4 separate regions of the Zea mays genome follow, and regions 1, 2 and 3 are each linked to region 4. The links are chromatin contacts, called in public Hi-C maps. All regions are on one chromosome and are shown on one strand. Each heading gives the region's core, a stretch centred on a gene start, on an enhancer-like site or on the middle of the called end of the contact. The rest is flanking DNA. Distances are from core to core; before and after follow the strand shown.

The links. Hi-C and Micro-C count contacts between places; a contact is called where the count stands out from the background.
Region 1: a contact with region 4 is called in a Hi-C map of endosperm, with 1.7 times the contacts expected there. The contact joins the promoter of LOC100192546 here to the promoter of LOC100282137 in region 4. A contact is called at or near these places in 2 of 25 Hi-C or Micro-C datasets (endosperm and tassel).
Region 2: a Hi-C map of endosperm shows a contact between it and region 4, with 2.1 times the contacts expected there. The contact joins the promoter of LOC103652370 here to the promoter of LOC100282137 in region 4. A contact is called at or near these places in 3 of 25 Hi-C or Micro-C datasets (ear, endosperm and root tip).
Region 3: a contact with region 4 is called in a Hi-C map of endosperm, with 2.7 times the contacts expected there. The contact joins the promoter of LOC100193311 here to the promoter of LOC100282137 in region 4. A contact is called at or near these places in 4 of 25 Hi-C or Micro-C datasets (bundle sheath, ear, endosperm and 1 more).

The regions. Positions count from the first base shown.
Region 1 is chr3:176,086,218-176,091,069 of Zm-B73-REFERENCE-NAM-5.0, forward strand. It overlaps LOC100192546, which reads left to right and starts at 2,890. Exons shown (of 4, transcript NM_001361515.1): 1 at 2,890-3,310; 2 at 3,681-3,797; 3 at 3,910-3,995; 4 at 4,101-4,320. The coding sequence starts at 2,957. The coding sequence ends at 4,170. It also overlaps the pseudogene LOC112268477.
Region 2 is chr3:176,798,063-176,802,572 of Zm-B73-REFERENCE-NAM-5.0, forward strand. LOC103652370 (homeobox-leucine zipper protein HOX10) reads left to right here and starts at 1,780. Exons shown (of 5, transcript XM_008677972.1): 1 at 1,780-1,958. The coding sequence starts at 1,780.
Region 3 is chr3:176,718,771-176,723,335 of Zm-B73-REFERENCE-NAM-5.0, forward strand. It overlaps LOC100193311, which reads right to left and starts at 1,640. Exons shown (of 5, transcript NM_001394745.1): 1 at 1,373-1,640; 2 at 770-901. The coding sequence starts at 810.
Region 4 is chr3:176,399,490-176,403,730 of Zm-B73-REFERENCE-NAM-5.0, forward strand. LOC100282137 reads right to left here and starts at 2,500. Exons shown (of 6, transcript NM_001155049.2): 1 at 2,128-2,500; 2 at 1,997-2,033; 3 at 1,527-1,622; 4 at 305-587; 5 at 44-163. The coding sequence starts at 2,164.

The DNA.
Region 1 (4,852 bases), core at 1,640-4,139, 310 kb before region 4:
ATCGAGCCATCGAGGCCAGCGCGATTCTGTTGTCCGTCAGCATGATCGAGGCTTAGCTGAGCATTGGCGCGTTCTAGCTGCTGAGCATGTGGCGGACCTAGGCTCTAGGCCTTCTCCGTTCGTGGCAAATCTAACCGAGAATATTATTGAGATCAATAGTGTTAACTTTACTATTTAATATAAACTTTTTTAAACTTTAACAGTATTTTGTTAAAGGATTTAAAAATTTTATCAAGGTCAGCTAATCCCGACAAACCTAGCTAAATTTGCCCCGGTCTCCCGGCCGTCTTCGCGAGCCATGCCACCCTGTCGCATTCCGTGGTTGCCATCGCCGTCTCCACTAGAGGTGGATCTACAGTGTGGGCAACGTGGGTCATAACCCCACCTCAGATTTTATAATATTCATAATACCATAGAAGATTAGAGGGAGCAGGAGATCTCAGCCGCCGAGCGCAGCGTCTGAGCAGCGGCCACCCATTCGTTGTTCACCCAGGGAGTCTCAGGTCTTCCGTCGGCTGGCATCGGCCACCGTTCCATCGCATCGCCGACCGCCGCCCCACATCCCACCGCGGCACCGCCCCACAGGTAAACCCCCTCCCCTGCCCCTTCTTCTTTCTCCCGCTTTCGCTCTGTGCTCTATGCTCGGCCCGTCGGCCACTCTCCCACTCGCACTTGTAGCTAGGCAGGCTGCAGGCTGCTAGCACTGGCGACCTGGCGTCCTGTAGCACCAAAGCAGAGTTCGATTCTTAGAGCCGATTAGCCGAATGGGGGCAGCAGTCTGTTGTTCCGCGTAAGATGTTCGACGAAATACACCAGCCCATAGAATTTCAGTTAACAACTGGTAACTGTTGTGTGTTATCAAATATTGTTTCTATAATTTTCAGCAAATGCGAAGGTTTTTCTAGCCACTTTCAAGAGGCTCTGGCACTGGTGCTAATAATAATGTGAATAACACACCAACTGTTGGAGGGACGTTCAATCCGGATGACATAGTTATAGATCCCGCTTTAAAAAGATAAATTGATGAATATGATAAAGATGTCCAAGACCAAGTGAGAAGGGCATATGTTCTGAATGGTCCATGCCAATCAAAGGGTTTAGATTTCTCTTGTTGACAGTATGGACAAAGTTCAAGGCCTTTTAAAGAGGCCTTGTTATTACCCGTCTCAACAAAGTGTTGAGAGAATATTTTTGGCAATGAACATCATTAAGAGAGAATTGCGTAACAAAGTTGAAGATGATTGGATGAATGATTTGATGGTTTGCTATACAGACAAAGAGATATTCAAATCCCTTGATGATGAGACTATTACTAGAAGATTCCAGCGTCTTAAAACTAGAAGAATGCACTTGCCTCGAGTCATAACTACAAGATTAACAACTTAGTGGTATATTCACTGCACTATTTTCATCAATGTACTTTTCTTGTATTGATGTTCATCTAATATACATCTTTTCTAACTGTAGATTGGATTTTTGTCGGTGATTTTGGTGCCGCACTGCAGATTAAGAGAGAAATTTCGGTATGCATGTTATTATGAAACATTTCTAGTATTATTACTTATCCTCCATATTGTCATCATAAAACTAGTTTTATCTTGTGAGTTGTGATCTAATCTAGTGATTTAGCTTTTATAATGTTGCTCCACCTATAATTTTATCCTGCGTTCGCCACTGGTCTCCACGACCGTCCTGTCATGCGCGCCATCTTTTTCCTCTTATGTTGTCACCACCGCGAACTTCCTCTATAGCCTTGCCTAGTGGCGGATAAGGAACAAACTAAAAGAGGATTGTTTTTCTAGTGACCAGTGTCCGATGCAACAGAAGCTAGTCATTTAGAACATAAACACGGTCTTCAAAATATAGCTTTGACCAATATTTTTGTAAATACAAATAAACTCTTAATATATTTATACTTTTGTAAAAGTGATTTTTAAGATATATATATATGTATATATATATTAGATTTCAAAACTATTATTTATAGTCAAAGTTTTATATGTTTCACTCAAACCTTGTCTAAAACGACATCTTTTTCAGGACCGGAGGGAGTACACAATTGGTGAATGGAAAAAATATCGTTTGAATTTTTTCTCATTAATATGGCTGGAAAAAAATAGATGATGAGATATAGATGATAAAATTTAGAGGTTGCTGCTGCTGAAGGCATGAAAAATATACATGATAGAATCTTTTAAATGGTGATGTGAAAGACTAGAAATATTATCTTAGTGGATAAAATTTTGGAACCCTGCTGGGACAGACTAAGCACGACCATCCCAACAAATGATGCACAACATCCATCTTTCTTTAAAAAAAGCAAAAAGAGCGCGTGACCTACTTTACTAACTGTTTAATTTAAAAGGTTTTTTAAGCTGGTGTCCTCAAATCGTTATATGCCTAAATATTTATTTAAGTTCTTTATATTTTAATTTTTCAAATAACTTCTGAAGTCAACGTGATCCACACCGAAATTTTACTCCCTCCGTTCTAAAACAAATGCATTTACGTGGGTTTCCAGTTGATGACATTCTTTTGGGACAGTTTAGACTTTGGAAACACAAATCACCTTCAGAATTGGCGGGTCTGAATAAACTAAAGTTTCTAAAATAGGCCTTAACAGGATTAATGATCTATGTAACTTTTAATGCATTTTAATATTTTGTTTGGATCTAAAGAAAATTCACGTATCCGTACTGTGTGCGATCTCTGAGTAGAATCTGAATACAGATTGGTAAGTGGTAACACATGTACTCTGCTCTTTCAGTCTTGGGCAGTTCGGCTGACAGACCAACCTACGGCCTGGATTGGAGACTTATCCGCGACCCCTCCTCCCCACTTCAGCTTCAGCGCAAGCCATCTTCCCGCCACAGGCTCAAAAGCAATCAAGCGACTCCTCCCACAGTCCCACTTCCACTCCCACCCACCCACACGCACGGCCGCAGGCAGCAGCACCATGTGGTCGGCAGCAACGGCGGCGGCGGCGCGCGCGGTGTCCGTGTCCCCAGTCCCGGCGCCTTCGCTCCTCAGCGGCCGGCGCGGCGGGTCGCGGGGCGGCCGGGGGTCGGTGTCGGTGCGCAGCACGGTGTGGGACTTCGTGGGCGGCGACCTGGTGCGGCCGGACCTGGGCAAGTGGCTGGACGACGTGGAGAAGCACAAGGCGCTGGCCATCTACCCGCCGCACGAGGGCGGCTACGAGGGCCGCTACCTGAACCGCCTCCGTTACCAGGGCTACTACTTCCTCGACCTCTCCGCGCGGGGGCTCGGCGACCCGGAGACCACGCTCACCAAGGTCCACCCCGTCTGCCCGGTACGTAGCACGCCTTTAGTTTCTTGGGAACGTATCTCGTGCTCACGCGACGTCCGTGCTCATGTGAGCACTTTAAATCGTGAGTGTTCCTTCTTAATCTAACGATCATGCTGCTGGCCAGGAACACTCATCGTTAAGGTGAGAGGACTTAAGTGAATAAAAAGCACTAATCGTTGGATTAAGAAAGAACACTCACGATTTAAAGTGCTCACATGAGCACGGACATCACGTGAGCACGACATACGTTCCCTTCTCTCTTTCTTTGCTTGTTGTTGCTGCTGTGGCTGTGCCGTGTCCTTTCGTCGCGTGCGGGAACCGAGCGGTCGATCGACGAACTGACTCGATTGGAGTGGCGGTGCGGTGACTGCAGCCTAGCCTCGGCAGGCAGCCGGTGGCGCGGTGGTACTTCCCGCCGGAGGTGGACTACAGGCTCAGCCTGCTGCACCCGGACGCCAAAGGCCTCGTCGTCTGGATCATCGAAGCCAAGGTGAGGTGCCTGCTTACATCTACATGCACGCGCCTCCATCGATCGGCACACCACTGACGAGTGCTCTGTTCCTGAACCTCTTCTTCGGGCCTCTCGTCTGGTCTACGTGCAGGTTCTGTCCAAGGCTGAGCTGCAGTTCCTGGCCATGCTCCCGGACATCCGCCCCAAAGTCAGGGTGATCGCAGAATGCGGCAACTGGTACATGCGCTTCCTTCTACCTCCCTCCATGTCTAAATTTCCCACACGGGACCACTTGTGGCTAAGGCCTGATTACGTACGTGTGGCCCTGTTGCACGCGTGCAGGAGAAGCTTTGTTTGGAAGCCACTGAAGCAGATCGCAGGCCTCGAGCCGGACCCGGACGCGGAGGAATGATCAAGCAAGCAGGTCTAGCTAGTTGTCTACCAGACTGGCTACTGCTACTGCTACACTCTCCAATTGCTTCTGGGACATCTCTCCCTGCCATTCCTGCAGCTTTGCACTGAATGAGAGAGGCAATTAATAAAGATATACATACATTTTTTTGGCACGAGTGTCAGAAGAGAAAGAATGCGAACCATGTACAGATTTCCATACATGTGAATAGTTCACGGCCGCGACGCGTTTAGGATTCTCAGAACCCAGGCGCACAGCCGAACACGAGAGCGCAGGCACACGAGATCACTGTCCTCGTCTCCATCGCGTTGTGGATCGGCGACATCATTGCCACCTTGGTCAATGAGCTTGCATTCTTCCTTCACCATTGATGCTCAGGTAAGCTGAATTAAAGAGCGCGCTGAAAAGGGTCCACATTTCGATATTCTTGACGTGTGAGTTGGACACGAAAGAATGGATCGCTTCCGCACGAGTAGAGCGAGGAAGTGCTTTCCCCTCACACAGAAGCAACGAACATAAGATGAATGAATTAACCCAAAAAAAAAACGCATATCAGAAACTAGAACACCACATGTGGATGGGAGGTAAAGAAGTTTCTTCGAGGAGCCTTCTTCAGATTCTTCCCCTATCTTCTAATTTTCTATCCAAAAGAATACAACAGTAACTGTGTCGCTGATAACGG
Region 2 (4,510 bases), core at 530-3,029, 400 kb after region 4:
CCTCTCATACAAAATTTGTATGGGAGGGAATTAAATCTCCTCCAACGTATCCTCTCAATCCACCTCAAACCGAACAAGTAGGGGAATTGAAAAGGATTAATTGTATATGAGGGAATTTAATTATCTCAAATCCTCCTCAGTCCCCATCGAAGAAGCGAAAATATTAGCGGATAGTGGTAGTAGTGGGCGCAGATGTTCACGTCACATTTGGCACGCCGATTGGCAGCTTATTGCCGGAATCTAGCTAGCTAGCCTAAAGTTTGGCCGTGCTGGAAGCGCGACACTGGACCAAACCTGGAATATATACCTGGTTTGGGAGCGGAGACTCTTGTCTGGTCAGTGGTGTGTAACCACTGATTAATCCGGCGATGATGTGGCGTGCATGCGTTCTGCCGTCGCGAGGCGAGGGTACCATAGCAAGAGGATAATGCGTTGGGCAGGGGCAGGCACAGCCACAGGAGGATAAGGATAATGTGATCAGCTGGTTAGATTAGGAATCTGCTTACTCGTGTCGGTATGCAGCAGTGTGCATCTTCTCTCCTCCACCCTACTAAGCCCCCAAATTCCTGTTCAAATTAAATGTAATCAACCAGTTAACCATCAAGGCTTGTACGTGTCGTGAGCGTACATGTCGTTCTGGTTTTTTGCTGCGAACGAACGAAGCACCCGGGTCAGCTGGCACTGCACCAAACAATATTTGGCCTTGGAAGTGGAAACAGTAGTAGGTGCGTTGACCTGGCCGAAATGTGCCGAGCACGTGCCTGCTTCGCTGAATTCACCGAGCGGTGTTGGTTTGGTGTGGACGGTTTGACTCGATGCCTTTCGTGGGGTGTCAGGGGCCAACTCTGACCGTGCTTATCGAACACACAATTAATGCGGTGATATAGGAGGCGCGTATATATATGCGTTGGCGTTGAAGTGTGTGGATTGTGGCTGCTAGCTCCAATTAGTAGGCCGCGTTAGGCCGAAACTAACCGGACAAGCAAGGCGAAGAAGAAAGAAAAAATACGTGGCGACGCCGACGCGAAGTTGACTGACCCCCTCGGCCCTCGGCATGCATGTCACAGTTCGCACGTAACTGGTCTATGGCTCACCAGCCAGGACTCTTCGGTGTCTATTCGTCTCAAAACTGGTGAAGTGGGGTTGCGTTCATCCGGAGACGGGACCGAGCTGAACCCCACGGGCCTCCGTCGAAATCGCAGGCACTGTTGGCATGTAGCAATCGCCACGCTCTTCTGTGGATGCCTTAGGGCATGTACAATGGTGTTTAATGTGGAGACTCTTAATGTGTTTAAGGGGTGTATTTGCAAAAAAATCTTAGAGCGATCTCTCCGTGAAGAGACGCCTCTGGCTCGTAAACCAAGTAGTAACAGACACCTCACTTCCTATCGTACGAATTTGTCGTCTGTTCTATCGATCTGCTGTTGTACAAATGCATTTAATTTTGTATTTATTAGTAGACTGCATTTATAGACACTCCATTGTATAATAGAGTCTCTTAGTTGTCTCTTGTGCTTGGAGAACCGTTTTGATGTCTCTCCACTGTACATGCCCTTATATCCGCTCTTGGTTCTGGCTCGTTTTCCAGGTGGCGTGCACCGACGTAGGTGCTCCCACTCGCACCCGGTACCCGGCTAGCAGGTGAGGTGACCCACACACGCACCCTGGCCTGGGCACCGACGCACGCAGGTTCAAAATATTCTCGGCTGGCTCCCGTCCGTCTGACTCTGCCCTGCCTGGAGGATCCGCTGTCGCCTGGGCACGCGCGGACGGGCACCCATGCCGCGCACGGAAATCTGTGAAGAAACGCGCTTCCCCGTGCCTTCGAGGAAGAGCTGGAGTGAGCTGCACCTGCACGGGGTCAGCCCAGCCGTGCCAGCCATCCACATGGTGTCGCAGTCACGCACCCGTGGCGAGGTCATCAGGGAGTCCGCGTCAGACACGGGTCAGGGAAGAAGGTCTCTATCTGTCTCTCAATCGTACCGCCATTCACGCCAGACGTAAATGGACGGAGAGTTGAGCACGGCAGGAAAACGACCTTTTCAAGTAGAGTAGCTAGTACTGGCAGAAGCAGATCCTGATGGTGTCAATCGGCCTATTCACTTGGTCACCACGTACTGTATATAGGAGCCGCTCTCTTTCTCCACAGCAGACCGTTGAGTAAAGACGACGAGGAAGTTCATCGAGTGCGGCCGGCCGCGACATGGCAAAATCTGGTGCCGCACATCGCAACGCAGTTTAGTACGTTGTTGCTTCTCATCAAATCTCAAACGCTGCTCGGCTGCTGTACTGTACTGCGAGCCATGGTGCTGACAAAATCGCCTTCCGTGTGCTTCTTCCATCCCCATCAGACTCTCCTCTCACTCTGCCGCGGAGCGATAAGAACGCGCGGCCAATTTTCTAGTCGATGCCAGCGGAGCCGTGCTCGTCGTTTCCATCCTCGGCTGTCACATGCATCCATCCACGACCACGCGAGAGGAATCCAATCTAGCCAGAGCCAGCTTTGTTCCATATATGATGTGGATCGCGTGTCCCGTTCGTATTCCAATCAGTCGGGACGGCTGCAAGAAATTGCCCCGCGCGCTCGTCATGGCTGGGGGACACCAAATCATAGGCTTGGTGTCTACTCCCCCATCCTGCTGATCTCCGTGGCAAAGCCATGCATTGTTTGATTGCGTCCACGGTATAGAGCAAGAGCATTATCACCACCTGCAATTATAGTTCTGAAGAAACAGTTCAGTTCCGTCATGGGTTCCACGCGCGCTGGCTGCATATATAACAGCCACGATTTCCGATCTCGGACATACAGTCATACACGCTTCTGTTCCCTTGCGGCGGAGATTGTCCTAACCGTTTGACGCTCGTAATAACCGTGTTAACTAGTTTGGTATGCAGAGCCACAAATCAATAGTACACTGTGCGACGATTTCGGATATCTCCAGACACCCAGGCGGGGGAGGGCTCTGTCCGGCCGACCGTGTCGTTAGTATTGCCAGATGGATCACGAGCGCTGATAGCGCATTATGCCGATCGTATCTGCGCCTGAGCCGCAGCCGGATTCATCAGTGCTACTATATTCTAAAAAATGCTGGCCCTCAGCTCGTTTTAATTAATGTCCTTCTCGCTCACTGAACAAGCGCCGCAGCGCAGCGCAGATAAACAAAGCCATCCGTGCGATCTGATCTGACCCCCGCGCCATGCACGTCCAGATTCCATCTGTGGCGCGCGCTAGCACTAGCAGCGCGATATGACCGGGATGCCAACCTGTGTGATGTTTTATTTGCATTGTGCTTGAGTACGTCCGACCGGGAGTGGGAGGAGTCTGATCGATGCCCTGTCCCGCGGAGGACACAGTCACAGAGCTGGCCAAGCTATCAGAAGTACAATAATGAACTCGACACATAAAGAAGTAAAGTGAATAGACTTTCACGTAAGAGCCAGGGCGCTTCAAGATAAAAAGATGAAAACAATACATTCATCTAATAGCCAACCTTAGAACCAGCTTTATTATATGAGCGTGTTTATTGTTAGTTTTAGATGACATAGTAAGTAGTTACATCCAACAATAGACTCTATTATTAAACTTGCTATCATGATTCTTGGCACAGAGAAGAAAAAAAAAACCATTCCGGATTTTGACCCCGGTGGCAGCGATCTGCCGGTGCCCGCGTGAATAAGCGACGCCCGTTAAGCCCTCTTTTTTACACTAAAACGTGCTTACCGGCCCGCATAGCCCGCTTTTCGGCCTGCTTTTTTCGTGCTAAACGGGCCGACTCGGCCCGTTTAGGCCCGATGCGGGCCGGACTCGGACAGGAAATTAAGCCCGCGTGCCTAGACGGCCCGGCCCGGTTTTATAACCGTGCCTGACGGGCCGGGCTTCACCGGGCCCGGGCCGGCCCGGGTCGGGCGGCCCATTTGGACATCTCTAGGCCGGAGTGCCGCACTACACCAAAATTATACACTTCCTACGGTTTTTTAACTTCCTACAGCTTTTATAACAAACCGTAGGAAATAAATAACTTCCGAGAGGCAACTGGTAGCTCTAGGAAATAAACATAACTTCCTACGGTATTTTATAAAAGCCGTCGGAAGTTAAAAAACCGTAGAAAGTTAGATAACTTCCTATGGCCTCCTCTAGAAAGTTAGGTTTCAGCTGTTTAGCAGTCAAACGAAAAGCTAACTTCCTACGACCTCCTCTAGGAAGTTAGGTTTCATCTGTTTACCAGTAAAACGAAAAGCTAACTTCCTACGGCCTCCTCTAGGAAGTTAGGTTTCAGGTGTTGACCAGTCAAACAAAAATCTAACTTCCTACGGCCGACTCTAGGAAGTTAGCTGCCCAGCTAACTTCCTACGACCTCCTCTAAGAAGTTAGGTTTCAGCTGTTGACCAGTCAAACGAAAATCTAACTTCCTACGGCCGGCTCTATGAAGTTAGCTGCCCAGCTAACTTCATACGGCCTCCTCTAGAAAGTTAGGTTTCAGCTGTTGACCAGTCAAACGAAAATCTAACT
Region 3 (4,565 bases), core at 390-2,889, 320 kb after region 4:
TTTACGGCATTTAAAATAGGGCTGCTGTCACAAGGTGCAGTCTTTGGGGTCAAAACAGCAGGACGAACACATGGATGGCCACCGACGCCAGGCTGCGCGCTTTACGGCAGAAGAAACGGCCGAGCTCGAAGCAAAATCTTTGTTGATTGTTATTAGAATCCAGATATGGGATACAAAATCACCACACCAGAGAGTAACTTTCGGCCAGGAGAACCGTGAAAATCCCGACGAGTGTGAGGATGGGCAGATTTACAAGTTTGAAACGCATCGTCGGCGAACCATCAGCATCCATGCATATCATGGGCTGGGAGAAGGGGCAAAGTTCTTGCTAGTTTCTCTGACGGACTGGTAGAAGATGTCATAAAAGCATAACCACCACTGCCAGCACCACCTACCAAATAGAGGGGGCGGAGCATGGTGAACGGAACAGCGACCAGAAGGGAAGGGACGGCATCTTGTACAAAGGTACATGGTAGTAGTACCGCAACACTCACTGCTGCAAGATTGCATGATAAGAATGGAGGATGGCACCACCACACCCCAGACACAGGCATCAATACGAGCTTAGATGCAAATCAATACAGCACGCAGCACATGACCGCACATGGTAAAGCAAATGGCGCATCTGAGACTGAACCTGGATTAGCACGCTATCGCTATCCACACCGAGCAGAACCCCAGCACAAAAGCGTGAGCAGCAAGCGGGCTGAGGTGAGTGAAGAGGTAGGGGAAGGGGAGGGTAGATCGAGACTGGACAGTGAGATCTTACGCTGCCCCGGTCGGCCTGTACCGGGCCTCCAAGGAACCCATGCGCTTAATCTCCAGGATCCTTCTCGGCGCTAACCCCCACGAAGGCTCAGTCCGACCACGCTTCCACCGCCCAGGTTGCGCCGCTTCTCATCTGCAATAGAGACAAGGAACACGTCAGGATCCGCTAGCTTTCGCGGTTCATTAAAAGCAAGCAAACAAGAAGATGCCCGGATGACACACAAGGGCAGACACAACAGAAGCAGAAACCTTCGTTAGACGAAGCATGAAGGGCATGAATGGGAGCAAGTCGGTTAAAAGGGAGCAACGACGCGAGGTAAAGCTGCGAACCGGAATCTACCGAAAAAGAAGGCAACAAATCAAGCAAGAAACAAGGGAGGGGAAAAAAGGAGGTAAATCTGCTGCAGGAAGGGAGCGAATGAACGCCAAATCGAGCAAATGGTGGTTCCACTTCCACACACACACCCCACCACCACCATACCACCAGAGCAAAAAGAACCCCGAAAACACCAAGAACAGATCAAGCGCCTCCCAGCAAGAACGCATCGGAAGAATATGAAAGCGCGGTAAGAACCGGTGGCGGCATAGGCAGCGTGGCGCGTACCCGGAAGGCAGCCGACGGGAGGGCGGGCAAGCGGGCGGAGGCGGCGAGGGCTTCAATGGCGAGAGCAACGGGCGGCAGCAGGAGCGGTGGGACGCAGGCAGTCGGTGGAGGTGAGAGGCGGCGGCCGAGTGGGGCTCCGGTTGGTCCTCGGTCCTTCCTCCCCTCTCTTCTACAGAGCTCTGGGTGGGCTTGAAGAGCGGAGCAGGAGAGGAGTTGTATATATAGCGAAGATATATACCCCGCTGCAAAAAAGCAAAGGCCGAGCTGGTTTAAGCAAAGCAAGCACATGAAAATGGGAAGCGCGCGGCTGGTTAAATAACCCGTTTCCTCAGGTGGGCCCTCGTCGCGTACGGTCGCGGACAAATCTTTTGGCCCTAGAGGGGCCCGGCCATCCGGGGGCACGGTGATTAGCGGAGTCGGTGACGGTGAGGATGGTTAGCCACCAAAGCAGTGGAAGCTGGTTGATGCCTGACGAAAAAGCCATACCGCATTCTTAGATTACGATATGACGAAAGCTGGCTTTGCAGTAGTAAAAACGAAAGATACATGGATCAATGCACTAGCAAAGAATGCGTGGCTTGTGTTTTTAGTTTTCAGTTAGACCTCTTTTGGATTAAAGGATAATTTTTCCTCATCCTATGTTTTTTGAACTATGTTACTCCTATAAAATTCCTACGTTCCAAAAAGATCTCGTGTTTGTTTGTACAAACCGTCCCGTCGCATGCCTAGAATGGCAAAGGCAGTGTGTGAATCTGCTGAGCAGCTAGTAACTTCTTCTCGGTTTATGGAGTTACACTCGTCTGTCATACAAAGACTGCAGTTCTAATATACAAAGGAGAAACCGAAGCTCTAGCAAAATTACAAAAAATAGACCTATACAAGATCGGTCCACGTTGTGGTTAGTTTAGTCTTCAGTGGAGCCCGACTAAAAAAAAATCACGAACCAGCCTTCCCCACTGCCGACGCCCGACGGCGTCACGTGCATCCTCCGAGCTGCCGCGCTCACCCATCTAGGATGAAATGTCGAAACGATAAAAAAACAGCTAAATTGTTTTTGTTTTCATATCTTTTTGTTGGGAAGAAAACGAAAATCAACAGTCGAAATACGGAATCGGAATTATCGGTTATTCGAAAACGATCGAAAACGATAAAATATAGTCAAAAAATAACTATTTTGTAGTTTTAACAAAAACATAATAAAGTGATGTATTGCCTAATTTTTAAGATTTAGAAATACACAAACAACTCTTTTTCCATCATTCATATTAGTTAGAGTAATTATAACATTTGTTTTTCGCTTATTCATTCACTTGAACACAATAAAAATCTATAACTTAAATAAATTATATGCTAGATCTATCTCATATTATATAAAACGGTAGAAAACGGTATTAGCACGACCCGGAAACGAAAAATACGAAAACAGTCAAAAAACTAGCTAAATCGTTTTTTACCGTTTCTAATCGGTTTTCGAACAATTCGAAAATGATCGGGGAAAAATAGTATTCGATACGGGATGATACGGGAATTTTTCGTCTCGTTTTCATCCCTTGACCCATCGGCCATCGCGCCGGGCCGCCGCCTAAGCGCCCTTTGCTGTGCGCCGGGTAGAGTGATAATGAATGGTGATCTAAAAAATTTTTCACATATTGTTAAGATTTGTCGGGGACCATAATTAGGGGTACACTCATGGCTCCTAAATCTTAGCTGGTAACCTCCATCAGCACAAAGCTGCAAAGGTCTGATGGGTGCGATTAAGTCAAGGATCGGTCCATTCAAGGGACGCGATCGCGCCTCGCCCGAGCCCAGCCTCGGGCAAGGGCAGCCGACCCTGGAGGATCTACGTCTCGCCCGAGGACCCCCTCCAGCAACGGACACGCTTTCGGCTCGCCCGAGGCCCAGTCTTCACCAAGAAGCAACCTTGGCCAAATCGTCACGCCAACCGACCAAATCGCAGGGGCATTCAATGCAAAGGTGGCCTGACACCTTTATCCTGACGCACGCCCTCTAGTCTACAGAGCCGAAGTGACCGCAGTCACTTCGCCGCTCCACTGACCGGTCTGACAAGAGGACAGCACCGCCTGCGCCGCCCCGACTGCTGCGCCACTCGACAGAGTGAGGCTGACAGCGGCTAAGTCAGGCCTCAGGCGTCATAGGAAACTCCGCCTCGCCCGACCCCAGGGCTCGGACACGGGCTCAGCCCCGGAAGACGACGAACTCCGCTCCGCCCGACCCCAGGGCTCGGACACGGGCTCAGCCCCGGAAGACGACGAACTCCGCTCCGCCCGACCCCAGGGCTCGGACACGGGCTCAGCCCCGGAAGACAACGAACTCCGCTCCGCCTGACCCCAGGGCTCGGACTCGGGCTCGGCCCCGGAAGACGACGAACTCCGCTTCGCCCGACCCCAGGGCTCGGACTCGGGCTCAGCCCCGGAAGACGACGAACTCCGCTCCGCCCGACCCCAGGGCTCGGACTCGGGCTCGGTCCCGGAAGACGACGAACTCCGCCCGACCCCAGGGCTCGGACTCCGCCCCGGCCTCAGCCGACGGTCTCCACCTCGTCCGACCTGAGGGCTCGGACTCGACCTCGACCTTGGAAGACAGACTCGACCTCGACCTCGGAGGAGCCTCCACCTCGCCCAACCTAGGGCGCGGACCGACCACGTCGACAGGAAGCGCCATCATTACCCTACCCCGAGCTGACTCTAGCTACGGGGAACAAGACCAGCGTCCCATCAGGCTCGCTCTACTATACGAGTAATGATGGCGCCCCGCATGCCCTGTGACGACGGCGACTCTCAGCCCCCTTACAGAAGCAAGAGGACGTCAGCAAGGACTCGACAGCCCCGATAGCTGTCCTTCCGCCAGGCTCCAGCACTCCTCCGACGGCCACGACATCACACGAACTGGGTGGCAAAACCTCTCCGGCTGCCACGATGGCATGTACTTAGGGCGCTAGCTCTCCACCGCTAGACACGTTAGCACACTGCTACACCCCTATTGTACACCTGGATCCTCTCCTTATGCCTATAAAAGGGAGGACCAGGGCCCTCTTACAGAGGGTTGGCCGCGCGGGGAAGGACGGGACGGCGCTCACGCAAGGCCGCTCGCTCCCTCCCGCGTGGACGCTTGTAACCCCCTACTGCAAGCGCACCCGACCAGGGCGTGGGGCTAACACGAAGGTCGCGGGTTC
Region 4 (4,241 bases), core at 1,250-3,749:
GTGCGGCTCAGGATCTAGACTAGAGAGAGAACCGTGTGCGTACAATAATGAAGGGGTCGCGGCCGAGGAGGCCGTAGATGAACCAGGAGGTGCCGCACAGGAACACGGCCAGGGAGAGCAGGAACGGCATGAACTCCACGCTCTTCGTCTTGATCACCAGCCTCTGCACACACCAAGCACACGCTTAGCTTGTTAACTGATGCCGTACGTTGACAGCAAGGACGCACGTACACGCCCAGAAGGGGACCCGCTGGAGCTAGCTACCCAGCAAGGCAGCAACAACCAATCATCATCGCTCACGTACCATGATGGAGAGCGGCGAGGCGTACATGCAGATGGAGAAGATGGTGGCGGCGAGGCCGCAGAAGACCTTGCGGGCGTTGCCGTGGAGGGCCAGCAGCGAGACGAGCACCACGGTGGTGAAGATGGAGGCGACGATGCCCAGGAGGCCCAGCATGCTGAGCCTGGCCCGCCGGTCCACCGCGAAGATGAGGAAGATCACCACGTAGATGGCCTCGATCACCGACCCCGTCCCGTTGATCGTCGACACCAGGATGTTGTTCGGGGACACGAACGGCAGGCCGTACCTGTATGTGCATACAGATTATATTCCACACATATATGCTGCGTGAATTTCAAACAAAATCCAGACGAACGCATGAAGAGCGAGCTAGCTAGCTAGCACATCGATCTTCACATGGATTCAAAGGCGCGTGAAAAATCAAACGGGACACCAACTCATCCATATAGTCATAAAGACATGTACAATCTAGATACTACGTTTCAGTTCTTTAAGCACTAAATACATCTAAAAAACTCTTTCATATAGCCCAATATATTTAAGTTTTATATCTTATTCCACTAGAAGATCTCATGATATGATTCATGTACGTGAGTTGTATGGATAAAACCGTGGTAGTGCTAGAGACTGTCTTTTTTTTTGCACTTACGTCGTTAATACCTTTTAAGATATTTATGTGGATGCCCTGACCAGAATCGTCCGTCATCATAATAACCAAAAAGAAAAAAAAAAGCGTCAAGACTTTTTTTGTTTGGAGGTACGAACACTTGAACGTGACGCTGCATGTGCGGGCTCAAGGGCCGCGAGGCCCACAGGTCGTCATCTCCGTCCTGGCAATGCCAACAGGTAGGCTCTGCTCCCACGGGCAGTGGTGCAGTGCAATAAGCTTTTCCCCCTTCATTGCAGTCGTTGTCACAGACTTACAGTGCTAGCGTCTAGCGAGTGGGTCCACGGGTAGTACTCTATCTACAGGACAGGCCGGGTTGGGCAGAGGCTACGCTAGGAGCCAAGCGTTTGCTTCACCCAGGCCAGCAAACCATGCAGCATTTCCGAAATCTAAGTAAAACAAACTACACCACCACGCCGGTTTTACTGCTTTACGGCCACTCCATAAATCTGCGATGCGATTTAATTTTCTGAAGAGACAGAAACAGAAATGGTGTGGAGTGCTCATCAAAAGGCCGTGTCTCTCAGGGAGAGAGAGAGAGAGAGAGCGGTTCGTTACCAAGCCGATAGGAGGCAGTTGAGCAGCGTCATGTTGTAGGGCACGCCGGAGAAGTCCTCCGTCGACCGCTTCCTGATGACCCTCCAGAAGGTGACACTGCAAAGAGATTTCTCACCCGTCAGAGGAACACACGCACTGCGCTGCTGCCCCTGAAGGCTGCTGAGGCAAGACGCAAGAAAAAAGGTGCGGCGTGGTTGGGAAGAAGAAGCATTTCGGATGGGGAAAAGCTACTTGCTTTTTTTAGAAAAAAATTATATATGTATGAAATTTCAGTGTTTCGCTGGAAAGGATTGAACCTAAAAGATGCTATAGCCTTTCTCTCCACACTGATTCTCCCCATGTTCTAGTCTTTGTCATATAGTAGAAGTAAGTACTATATCATTGCTTCTCTGTTTTCGATTTTTTTTTTAAAGCATGGACGCGGGCAGTGAGGAACAGAAGGATTCAGGTACGTGGAATCAAAAACTTACACAGGCGACAGGAAGAGGAAGAGCGCAATGACATTCCCTGGGGAGACAGATCTAACAGAGATTAGGCGAGGCAAGAAGAAGACCATCAGGTAGGCATGCAGCAGAGGCAGGAATGGCATGGTGATACTGACCAGAAACTCCGAAGAAGAACCTGGCGATATGCTCCATCTCTTCCGCTTCGCGCTTATCGCTGTGCGGAACCCTCGGCTGTGCTGGCCTGGAACCCGAACGGAGCAGAGGGGGTAGTGAGTGGACTGGACTCCTTTCCTCCACGGTCTAGGCCGGGAGCGCACCCACACCCAACGAGCAGTTAGCTAGTAGCTCTCAAGTCTGAATGGCTGAGCGCAACACACAGCAGCCAAGCCAACGAGCCTGTGTACGGGCGGTGTCTTTGTGCCTGTGTGTCACCCGGTGCAGCAGGGAACGAGCGGTGTGGCTAATATATAAGGAGCAGAGGATTGTGATCTTGGGAGGTAAGGGGTAGGACCGGTGGAGAAGAGAGCCTGTTCGGACGGAAGCCCATACGTTCTTATCTTCTTCTTAGCTTGTTAGTCAAAGTATAGATGGCCATTTGGCACTAACACGATGGGCCGGCCCAGGCACGGCACGAAAAAGCACGGTCCAGGCACGACCCGGTCCGGTTAGTATAGTGCCAGTGCCTGGCACGGCACGGCTATAGTGCCGTGCCTGGGCCACTATCTCGACCCGTAGTGCTGGCACGGGCACGACACAGTTACATTTTTTATTTTAAAAATAATAGTTTACATATATTAAGTATAAGAATTCAACATATAACACAATAAAACTGCAGTTGCACTGGTTAGATGGATGCGTTTAAGTCTCTTGCTCACTAGGTTGTGAGTTCGAACCCTCACAACTACACATTTTTTGCTAAATTCTACAATATACTCAGATGGGCCATAGTGCCACCGGGCCGGCCCGGCACGACTAACAGACTCACGGGCCGTGCCTGGACCGGCCCATCTGGACACGGCACGGTTCACTAGCCGGGCCTGGCGGGCCGTGCCGCCGTCGGGCCGTGCCGGGTCGGGCCGTGCCGGCCCGTTTGGCCATCTATAAGTCAAAGTGCCTGAAAACTGCCATTGCCGCGCGCCCGCGCCTGTGGTAAATACGTACGTTAAGACAGGCAAGCTACACACAGCTTTCTTCCGGTACGGGCGGGCGTACGTACGGCGACGTGTACAAGCATGCATTATGCGTACGTGTCTCTGCAGCACTCGTTTGCTCCGATCATGCATGAGTCGGAGTCCTGAATCCTGATGCACTGGTGGCTTGGCACACGCAACGGAACGGAAATCTTGCGAAGCTGCTGAGCAGCAGAATTCGCGTCTCTGCTGTGCCGAGGCCTGCGGGCCCGCCATGCATGTGGCTACCCAGTACCACTTCCCTAGTTCCCTACCAGGCCTCAGTGCCTCACGGGACAAACAGATCCCATGGCCGGCACAAACTGACCGCTGACGAAATGGCTTTCCACAGATCCTGCCGAGCACGTACGAGACGTACCGATCACGGGAGGATCCTCGTTACGCAGGCATACGATCGGTGGCGCCGTGGAACGTTGTAGCGTCCGGCGCCTCGGCGGCGGTGGCAACGGAGTGGAGGAGCCGCGTGGCTGGAGGCAGTCAGCGAGGAAGGCGACGACGACGAGAGTCGCCGCCGGCGCAATTCACGGCCGTCACGTCCCAGCGTTTTGCTTGCCGATCCAGTCCCCTGGTCCTGGTCGCAGCGTATGCGTACGCAGCAGCGCGGCGGCGGGCGGCGCGTCTGCGCGTGTCCTCCCCCGATCCGTCCGGGTCCTCAACGCTCCCGGCAAGTCGGCAACAAGGTGTGCACCGCACGCCACTGCAATCCGGACCTGGAGTGTCGATGCGTCGACAACAGTGCAGGCTCTCGCGTTCCACTCCACCCTATCGCTTGGGAGTTGGAGGGGGAGCTCAACGACAACGAGAGCGGCGGCGCACTGGTCTGGCCGTCTGGGACGGTGAAGGGCTAGTGATGCTCAGGCCTCAGGGCTCAGGCCAGGCATGCATGTGAGCGTGCGGCGCAGGAAAGAGGTCACTTGTCGCCTTTGCATCCGCCATCTCCTGCGTAGGCGTAGCGTGCATATGCGTATCCCTGCCAGCCATCCCGTGCCCAGCGAGCGCTCTCGCCTTTGGCAAAAGTGGTCGGACACGGTGACGCATCTGTGCCCGGTCGAATGCATGCCCACAGAACATATGCGTTC